2 separate regions of the Sus scrofa genome follow, and region 2 is linked to region 1. The links are chromatin contacts, called in public HiChIP or PLAC-seq maps. All regions are on one chromosome and are shown on one strand. The core of a region is the stretch at or near the end of the contact, and the rest is flanking DNA. Distances in the headings are between cores, read along the strand shown. Region 1 holds the start of LIN52 (lin-52 DREAM MuvB core complex component). Region 2 holds the start of VSX2 (visual system homeobox 2).

Region 1 (4,998 bases), core at 1,596-4,095:
CTCATTATACTGCATCACTGAGAAAAGTCACTGAGCAACTCAAAGACCAGTTTTCTTATCTTTAAATGGGAGTGATAATATTATGACTGCCAGAAACTAGACTACTCCTTTTTTTTTTTTTTTTTTTTTTTTTTTTTTTGGGCCCTGCACCTACACCACATGGAAGTTCCCAGGCTAGGGGTCGAATCAGAGCTGCAGCTGCCAGCCTACACCACAGCCATGGCAATGCAGGATCCATGCTGTGTCTATGACCTACACCACAGCTCACCCCAACACCAGATGCTTAACCCACCAAGCAAGGCCAGGGATCGAACCCACATTTTCATAGATACTAGTTGGGTTCTTTACCGCTGAGCCACAATAGGAACTCCCATAGACTACTCTTTATCAGAGTGTTATGTCACAGTAATTTCTAGTTGGCTAAAGATTACTAAAAACGAAAAAGATACTAGAAAAACAGAACTAGGATCACATCAAGAAATATGAATGGGAGTTCCCACAATGTTGCACAGGGTTGAGAATCCAACTGCAGCAACTAGGTTTGCTTTGAGGAATGGGTTCAATCCTGGCACAGTGGTTTCAAGGATCCAGCATTGCTGCTTCTATGGCTTGGTTAAAACTCTCAATCCCTTGACTGGGAACTTCAACAGCCAAGGGTGTGGCCATTGAAAAAAAAAAAAAAAAAGAAAAAAGAAAAATAAATATGCGTGAAACCAGATCACTTGACAAACCCTTCCAACCCTTTCTTCACACTGTCCCATTAAATAGCATATTTAAACAGGAACTTTTGCTGACTCTGCTAAGAATCTTTAAAATGCATAGTCTCTGCAGTAGAACTCACTGAAATCTGGTGAATACTATCTAAAAGTCCAGTAGTATAGAGGAAGACTTTCTTAGGTTTGATATAATGAGTAAGAAAAGCAACGTTGTTTTTTGCAGATTCCTGAATGTTGCCTGTGGCAAATCTCACCTCAAAATCCAAGTCCTTGCTAGGCTGTGGACAACATAGGAAAAGCTATGTATGAATAGTTGGAAATCACAGGTCTCAGGCAGGCAGCTCCTGTAGCTCTATCTACTGTCTGCCCTTAGGCTGGCTTCAGAGAGGACCTGGTCCCTCCACCTCCACTCCCAGCCCCACCTCTGAGGGCAGAACTGAGTCACACTAAGGTGATTTTGGAGTGGGAACTTAGAACGTTACACCTGTTTTCCTTGGCTTTTATTTTCTGCCACTTGTTTCAGAGGTGTTTAGTCCTTTGCATGTGCTTGGAACAAACCGGGTAGCATTAACTATGTGTCCTTATTCACCGCCAACATAAACACTAACTTGGCTGAGCAAAAGTTAAACTCAAAGTCTCAGCAAGCCAAGAGGACAGCCTAGCTTGTGGAAAATACAGAACCACGGAGTTCCCGTCGTGGCTCAGTGGTTAATGAATCCGACTAGGAACCATGAGGTTGTGGGTTTGATCCCTGGCCTTGCTCAGTGGGTTAAGGATCCGGCGTGGCCGTGAGCTGTGGTGTAGGTCGCAGAGGGGGCTCGGATCTAGCGTTGCTGTGGCTCTGGCGTAGGGCGGCGAAGACCGCTCCGATTAGACCCCCAGCCTGGGAACCTCCATATGCCGCGGGTGCGGCCCCAGAAAAGGCAAAAAGACAAAAAAAAGAAAAGAAAAAAAGAAAATACAGAGCCAAAGCTGGGGAAGATAGCTCAGCAAATGGCTGCTTTGAGGGAAAGCTTAGTGTGCACTTCTAGAAGGAGACTCAAAGTTCACTCACTGACCCTCACCCCTCAAGTCCTTCCTCCTCCTCCCCTCCGCCCACGCCTTTACCTCGGGTTATAGAGTGAAGTAGGGTTGGGGAAGGGAACAATTTGGACGCTCCCAGAGAATGCCAAGAAAGGCGACCAGAAAAGGAGCTTCTGGAGCAGAGAGGTGGTTGGTGCAGAGGTGAAAGGGAAAGACGGTGGGCAGACCTACAGAGGTGAGGGCAGGGACCGGGCACGGCTGGAGGAGGAGAATGGTCTAAAGCCTGAAAGGGGTAGGCTCAAGAATAAAAAGGCCACGGGTAATAGTCCAGGGCTGGATCCAACGCAAGTGGATACCGAGTGAGATGTGGGACAGGGCCGCTCAGGTCCGATGGGAATAGGAGGGTCGGCCAAGGGGGGGTTGGTTCACAAAGCGGATGGAAAGGACTGAATTCCTAGTTTCATGAACCCTTGGCGCCACCCTCACTCGCCTGCAGGATCCGGGCCCGCACTGCCGCCGCAGCCAGCACCGCCGCCATGGTTCTCGGTTGCCTCTTCTCAGCCCCCCACGCCTTTCTGTGAGACTGTCCAGAAACACTACTGCTGCTAGGCCTTGCCCCTCCATCCTGCCGAACCTCTTCATTGGTGGAGAGGACTATTTCCCCTAGCCAATCACACGCCTTAACACTGACTCCACGCCCTCAGTGCCCAGTTCTGGGCGTATGCGATTGGTCAGAAGTGATAGAGCTCTCGCCTCCTCCCGCCTCAACAAATTCTGCTGGCGGAGGTGGGGAAGACGCCCCTGACTTGGATACTCTATATTGAGAGCACGAGGAAGACGCCCCCGAATTCGGAACTCCGATTGGCCACAGGCATGGCCGCAGCCCCACCCACTCACTGAGGAAAGTAAATAGGACTCTGCAAGAATTTTCAGCAGCGCCAGCACATCCACAGCGCGAGGGGGTGTGGCTAGCCCTGGGGGCGGGGCTACGGAAGATTACCCTATGGGGCGGGGAAACGAGACAGGACAGAGGGTTGGGGAATAGGGTTTCTCTCTGGGGGCGTGGCTTATGGACCCTAGCTTTCCCGCCGACGGTTGGCAACGTCACGTGACATGGGTTGGAAGATGGCGTCTCCCACAGACGGTAAGAGCCGGCTTATAGACCCTTCGCTTGCGACCTCCTTCTCTGTTCTCCTGGGAACTTACAGATGCTCAGAGAGAATCTCTCCGTCTGCCCCTCTAACTTACACCTTTTTCGTGGCCTTCTCGCCTTTCCCTTTTACTTTCCCACGGTATGTGGGTGCGTCTTCAGCTCGCTGGTTCTTCACAGAGGCTCCGGAGGTGCCCAGTTTCTTTGCAGTGTGCCAGGCGGATGGAGTAGGGCACCCGATTGGGACCCATTCCGGGCAAAACAAGGAGGGCCTCTCTGGTCCTCCTTTAGCCGCATTTGAGTGAGGCTGAGGGCCAAGGAGGAGATACTGCTGGGGTAAAGGAGGTGTCTCAGTGTAGCTTTCTCTTTCTCAGGGCGCCCCTTTGAAGGTTCGATTCTCTTTGAGCATCTGGAACGATTCTCTCACGCTAGCTAGGGTTGGTGGCAGACCTAATCTCGGGATTGAACCGCAAGGAAAATGTGATTCTCTCCTCCCTCCTCGGATTGGGACCGTTGTTCTGGCAGCAAGGGAAGCAGGAGACCCCTCTTGGTCCCTCTCAGTGAGAGTCCCTAGGAAAATGACAATTGAGCTTTTTAGTGTAGTCATGCACATTCATTCACTCAGCGTCTTTCTTCTATGTTATGTGTTGTTTCCTAAGGCTGAGTGAATGAATGATTTCTGCTTATATGTTGTATAAGAAGCAAGTCATCTGAGGTAGCAATTAAGTGGTTTTGGTATATCCACAGGGTTTTGCGCTCCGTTCTGCTTTAGGGTTAGGGTCTTGCAGTCATTTCTAAGCTCAGTTTTTGCCTCGACAAAATGCTTGCAGTCGTTTCTAAACTCAGTTTTGCATCTCCACGTCCATTTCACTTATACTTAGTTTTCTCTCAAACAAAGGAATTTTGTGTATGGAAGGAATCTTGGAAGTTCATTTCAAGAATGAGGAAGTTGAGGCCTGGAAAGCTATGCTGAGATCCACTATTCGAAAGGCATTATTATTCTAATTGCTTTGGGAGAGGAAAAGATTAATCAAACATGTAATATTTTTTCAGTTTCATTTAAATGTCACCTCCCAAAAAGGCTTTCCCAGAACACTGTATCTGTTTCTGGAGTTGCCTCACTTCACCATTATTCTATCTCAGTACCCTCATCCACAGCATAGTTATTCTGTTAACTTTGCCCCTTTCACACTAGCTTGTAAATTCCAAGACTGTCATGTTCATAGTTGGATCCCAGGGCTTAGCACAGTACCTGGCAGGAAGTAGGTCTTCAATTCACATTTATTGAATGAATGATTAGATATATACATAAATAATGTATTACTTAGTCTTAAGTTTTAACTGAGTGTTAAGTTTTTTGAGCATGGGTACGTACTGCAGAGGAAATTATGGGTGTAAAGAGTCAAAAGAGGAGTTACCATTGTGGCTCAGTGGTTAACGAATCCGACTAGGAACCATGAGGTTGCAGGTCCTATCCCTGGCCTTGCTCAGTGGATTAAGGATCCGGCGTTGCCGTGAGCTGTGGTGTGGGTCGCAGACACGGCTGGGATCCTGAGTTGTTGAGGCTCTGGCGTAGGCTGGCAGCTACAGCTCTGATTAGACCCCTAGCCTGGAAACCTCCATATGCCGCGGGAGCGGCCCAAGAAATGGCAAAAATATAGGAGAAAAAAAAAAAGAGTCAAAAGAGATTCTTCTGCCTGGGTGCTCTCTTGTTAAAATGTGCTTTTTTTTTTTTTGCCTGGAAAAAAAGGACATTTAAAAAGTTAACCAAGGGTATGAGGAGCTACTGTTTAATGGGTATAGACTTTTAGTTTGGGAAAGTGAAAAGGTTCTGGTAATGGATAGTGATGATGGTTACCCAACAGTGTGAATGTACTTAATGCCTCTGAACTGTACACTTAAAACTGGTTAAAATGGTAAATTTTATGTTGTGTATATCTTATCACAATTTTAAAAAACCAGCCAAGGGAGAGAAGTAGAAGTAATTGCTATTTAAAAATTTTAGTTTATTACTAAGTTGTGTATACATATATATTTTTTTGTTTCTTTTTAGAGCTACACCTGCGGCATATGGAGTTTCCCAGGCTAGGGGTCTCCCAGTCTAGGGAC
Region 2 (4,998 bases), core at 1,599-4,098, 150 kb after region 1:
ATAGGCTGCTGCTAGGCCTGCCCTGCACCTGTAGCCTCTGCCTCTGGCAAGGGTGCTTCTCAGAGGGCCTGGTGTTGTCTCCGTTCCAACCTCCTAGCGCAGGAGTGGAACTGGCAGCCTCAGATACAGGGTTTGGTCAAGAGATTTTTCATCCTCGTCTCCTGGCAAGAACTGAGTTTCCATCACTCGCATGCTTGTTTTCCATCACTCACGTCCTTGCCCATCGGCTGGCATCTGGCTCATCGTGGCTGTCCTATGATAAGTCAGGAATAGGACAGCTGCCATTAACAAAACATCCCCATTCATCCTCCCAGGGTAGGCTGGCATGGAGAGGAAGCTGAGAGAGAGATGAAGTCAGAAGAAAACAGCTTATGACACCAGAATTATTTGAGGTTGAGTCTGGCTTCTGCTGCTCACTAGCTTGGTAGCTTGCGGCAAGTCACCCAACCTCCTTGGGAACTTAGGTTTTCACACTCATAAAATGGGGAAAGAAGTTCTTACCTGGAAGGCAAAGCCACTGCTTTGCACAACTCCAGGGGGCACATTCACCTGCTTGTCTATGTGAGTGGTGCCACATGGAACCCAATTCCATAGACTCAAGGTGAAGGATGCCTCAAAATTGCATATCCCTGAGTCTGCACCCTGCAAGTAAGAATAGCTATGCCAGGAGTTCCCCTTGTGACTCAGTGGGTTTAGACCTGACTAGTATCCATAAGGATGCGGGTTCAATCCCTGGCCTCACTCAGTGGGTTAAGGATCTGGAGTTGCCGAAAGCTGTGATATAGGTTGCAGATGCAGCTTGGATCCTGTGTTGCTGTGGCTGTGGTGTAGGCCAGGGGCTGCAGTTCCAATTCAACCCCTAGACTGGGAACTTCTGTATACTGCAGGTGCCAATGTAAAAAAGACAAAAAAAAAAAAAAAAAAAAAAAAGAGTGGTTAAGAACCCAGCTAGTATCCATGAGGACGCTGGTTTGATCCCTGGCCTCCTTGCTCAATGGTTTAAGGATCTGGCGTTGCTACAAGCTGCAGTGTAGGTCGCAGATGTGGCTTGGATCCGTTGTTGCTGTAGCTGTGGCTGGCAGCTGCAGTTCCAGTTCAACTCCTAGCCTGGGAACTTCTGTATGCCACAGGTGCAGCCATAAAGAGCAAAAAAATAAAAAAAGAATAGCGTGCCACCTTTCAGATGTGGAACTAATGTGCTAAGAGGGTTCTCGTGAGGACCTGAGGTTATGCTATGTAAAGGACACAAGCACAGTAGGCATGACATTATTATGGGATAAGGAGGTGGCCCTTGGAGAGAACAGTACTCCGTCCCAGACACCTCCTGCTCTGACAGATGTCCCCACCTGGTTCTGGCTCCTATGTGGGCCAGGCCAGAGCAGATGAAGATCGGCTTCACAACAGCCCTGTTAGCAAGGGCCCAGCTTGCTCTATATCCTATAGCAAGGGCCCTATATCCTTCTCAGTTTGGCCTCTTGGCCACCACAGAAGGTACTAGATGCCCTGGCAGTGGGCTGGGATTTTTAGGTAGAGAGATATACAGTTCCCAGCCCCAGGAAGGTCACAGAAGACTTAGCTGAGATGGTGGAGTGCAGGGACCGCAGGGTCGCTGGTTCACATATGCGTGTGTATAGACTCACCTCCACTTAGCACTTGGACCCAAGGGAGCCATCCTCCCCAAAGGGCCCTTATCTTTCATTGGCCACCTTTGGAATTTAGGCTTTTCTCTTTTCTCCAGGGTCCTGCCTGCATAAAGCAGTTTCCTGCTGCCTCTCACCACTTTTCTACTGGCCCAGTTGGCCGGAATTCTGTAGCTTCCAACACAGGAGTTAGTCAAGGGATCCCCATCAACTGGGGACAGAAGCTCACCTTTTAATTGCCTCTCACGCCCTCCCGCCTCCTTCCCCTCCACATCCTCTTCCTTCGTTTGCTCAGGGAAGGCTGAGGTACAGCAGCCCCTCCGACTTGTCTACCTCATTTCCTGGGAACCCCTAGCTCCTAGCTCAGAGGTGACAAGAGCTCAGTACATATTAGTTGAGCGACTAGGAGAGTAAATGAAATCTTTCCATGGCAGTTGGGTACCCTTCATGCTTAGATGTTCCGATGTCCGTGGTTATTCTCCAAAAGAAGTCACCACCACTCTCTTTCCCACTAGGGCCCCCTACTCCTACCCCTTTGCCATTCACTCATTCATTGGTCAAAATTTATTGAATAGCTCTTCCACACAAGGCATTGTATCCTGCGCAGGGGACACAAGCCTTGAACTTCCCTACCCCTGCACCTCCCTCTTCAAACCTTGGCCCTTTTTCTCTCCCCAGCAGGAAGAAGGCATTCGCCCCTCCCTTATTCTGCCTTTTATGCAGGAGTCCCATATTTGGGCTTCTCGGACCCTGCCAAACCTGTATAGGAATTGAGGGGGGAGGGAGGGGGACTCCCAGTCTCTACAACCTGCCCTCAGCCCATCCTCCCACCCTACCCCAGGGACAAGTCCCAGCCGACTCTGCCCAGAATCCCTAGCCACCCAGCCTCCTGGAAGGGCCCTGAACCTTGTTATCTCATCTCAGTCCCTGGGGCCTCTGCCCACGGGCACCCTGTGCAGAGCCCACCGGTGCCCGGCCCCCAGCATCCTGGCCCCTCAGTGCTGCCTGCGGCGGGAGCTGCCAGCTTTTTGGAATTCCTAATCGCTCCTGGCCCCGGTGATTGGCTGCTCAGCTCTGACCCCACTTGGGCTGCCGCCTGGTTGGATAAAAGGGGAATCTCCTTGGGGCTCCAGAGCATTAGACACCGGAGGGGGCACCTGGGACCAAGTTCGTGAAGAGGGGAGCCCGGCGGGGGGGTGGGGGGAGCAAAAGACCCGCGGCCTCGGCCCCTCCAAAGAGCCGAGAGATGACGGGGAAAGCAGGGGAAGCGCTGAGCAAGCCCAAAGCCGAGACAGTAGCCAAGAGTACCTCGGGGAGCGCCCCAGCCAGGTGCACCGGGTTTGGCATCCAGGAGATCCTGGGCTTGAACAAGGAGCCCCCCAGCTCTCATCCGCGGGCTGCCCTCGACGGTCTGGCCCCCGGGCACTTGCTGGCTGCACGATCCGTGCTCAGTCCCGCAGGAGTGGGCGGCATGGGGCTGCTGGGGCCCGGGGGGCTCCCCGGCTTCTACGCACAGCCCACCTTCCTGGAAGTGCTGTCCGACCCGCAGAGCGTCCACTTGCAGCCTCTGGGCAGAGCGTCGGGACCTCTGGACACCAGCCAGACGGCCAGCTCAGGTAGGTGAGGGAGAGGCTGCGTGGCTGCCTGACTCGAGTAAGAGCTGGGAACCCCACGCCATCACCTCTCGTTTGCATCACGAGGCCTCCTCTGAGCGCAAAAGTTCGTGCCAGGCCGAGTGGTCGCGGCCCGACCCTGAGGCCCGTGCGCCCCGGGCGGGCGCTAGAGGATGCTCGCGGCGCCGGCCAGGTTTTGGCCCCCGCGTTTCCGGCGGCCAAACTGTTCTCCCGTCCCCGCGTCGGGCCCGGGAATGCTGCGGCGCCCGCTTGGGGCCCCACTGGAAACAGGGTGTCAGAACCCGTAGGGAAGGCCGCTCCACTCCGGCCCCGGCTTCCCCCTCCACTGCTCCACTTGGCCCCATCCTCTCGGAGGACCCGCACTCCTGGACCCCGATTCCGTTCCGGGCCTTGGCGGCTGGGGAAGCAAGCGAGTGTCAGCTTCGGCGAGTGTCAGCTTTGGACACCAGCCTTGGTACCCAAAGTTATCTTTTCCTTCCTCCTTTTCTCCATTCCAAAACCCTCGCATTGGTTAGCTGGTTTTAATTTTTTACCCCACGAGCTTAGACAACCCGGCCACCGCGGCGGCCCAAGTGTTCGCAATCCGAGACCCCACCTAAGCACCACAATATCTCGGATCCTGGCGCCTCGCGGGCTCGGGGCCCCTGGATGACCCCGCCGCGCCCTCCCCGGGCGGCTTTCCCGGCGGTGCGTCTCCGCCCGCTCTGCCCTCCAGCTCTGGTTCGCCCTCCAAGATGCCCTCGATTTTCGTTATCTTTTTATCTTTTTTTTTTTTTTTTTGGAAGGGCAACGAAAAGTGGCGCGTCGCAGTCTCTCCAGTCCCGAGTGGGGGCGCATGGTGGGAGCCCTGGAAAGGAGGCTGTGCCCGGGAGCCCCCAGCCCTTCCCGGAGTCCAGCTTTCCGCGCCCCCGCTCCGCTCCTGGGGGCCACCTTCTGGGCCCCAGGGGCCAGGGCTGTAAGCGCAGGGCAGGGGGTCGAGCTGGGAGCATCGCCTGGGGGCTCCTACGACCCGCGGAGGCTGTCTGGCTCCCCTGCCGTCCCAGCCCCAGGCGTGTCGGGGCTTTTGCTTCTCTTACAACGAAATCAGCCTCAGATCCTCGGAATTCCGGCGCCGGCATGGGCAGAAACATCCAGGGCTTGGGGATGGGGTCCACCCCGCCTAGGGCTTCCCAGGGAGACAGCAGGCCTGGTTGCTCCCGGAGGCCGCCGGGGGTGGGGCCCTCGCCGACCTCAGGACTCTGACGCGCCCGGGTGCTGCCGAGCGCGCCCCCCATTCTGCCGCATGTGCCTCCGCCCGCTTTTCAGATTCTGAAGATGTTTCCTCCAGCGACAGAAAAATGTCCAAATCGGCTCTAAACCAGACTAAGAAACGGAAGAAGCGGAGACACAGGTAAGGCCCCTGCAGCGCTTTCTGCCACCTTCCTGCTCGCCCATTCCCTGCCGTCCCCTCTTCTGGAGCCGAGTCGGTCGGATCCTAATTTCGCCGACTGCAGATCTGAGGTTCGTGGCTGTGCCAGGACAGGGAGACTGGGTGTTGTATGGGGACATCCGCCCCAGGCCCCGGCGTCCGGCTGTGCCGGATGAGGATCCCGAGCGGCCGCCGGGGAAGCGGCGCCGTTTTAGGCTTTTGCCTGCTTCTCAGAGAGAAAGGAAAGGCCTCAACTAGGGGTAAACCCGAGCCAGAGAGGGGCTGGCGGCCCGCACCCGCGATCGCGGCAGTTGGC

What was found. HiChIP or PLAC-seq counts read pairs in DNA pulled down with a chosen protein or histone mark.
Region 2: an H3K27ac HiChIP or PLAC-seq map of skeletal muscle shows a contact between it and region 1, with 2.8 times the contacts expected there. The contact joins the promoter of VSX2 here to the promoter of LIN52 in region 1. A contact is called at or near these places in 2 of 5 promoter capture datasets (fetal liver and fetal skeletal muscle) and 2 of 2 datasets of contacts at active chromatin or transcription factors (alveolar macrophages and skeletal muscle).

What each region holds. Positions count from the first base shown.
Region 1 is chr7:97,379,505-97,384,502 of Sscrofa11.1, forward strand. LIN52 (lin-52 DREAM MuvB core complex component) reads left to right here and starts at 2,846. Exons shown (of 6, transcript NM_001185836.1): 1 at 2,846-2,883. The coding sequence starts at 2,853. ALDH6A1 (methylmalonate-semialdehyde dehydrogenase [acylating], mitochondrial) reads right to left here and starts at 2,381. Exons shown (of 12, transcript XM_005656399.3): 1 at 2,230-2,381. The coding sequence starts at 2,277.
Region 2 is chr7:97,529,173-97,534,170 of Sscrofa11.1, forward strand. VSX2 (visual system homeobox 2) reads left to right here and starts at 2,849. Exons shown (of 5, transcript XM_021100021.1): 1 at 2,849-3,256; 2 at 4,580-4,664. The coding sequence starts at 2,887.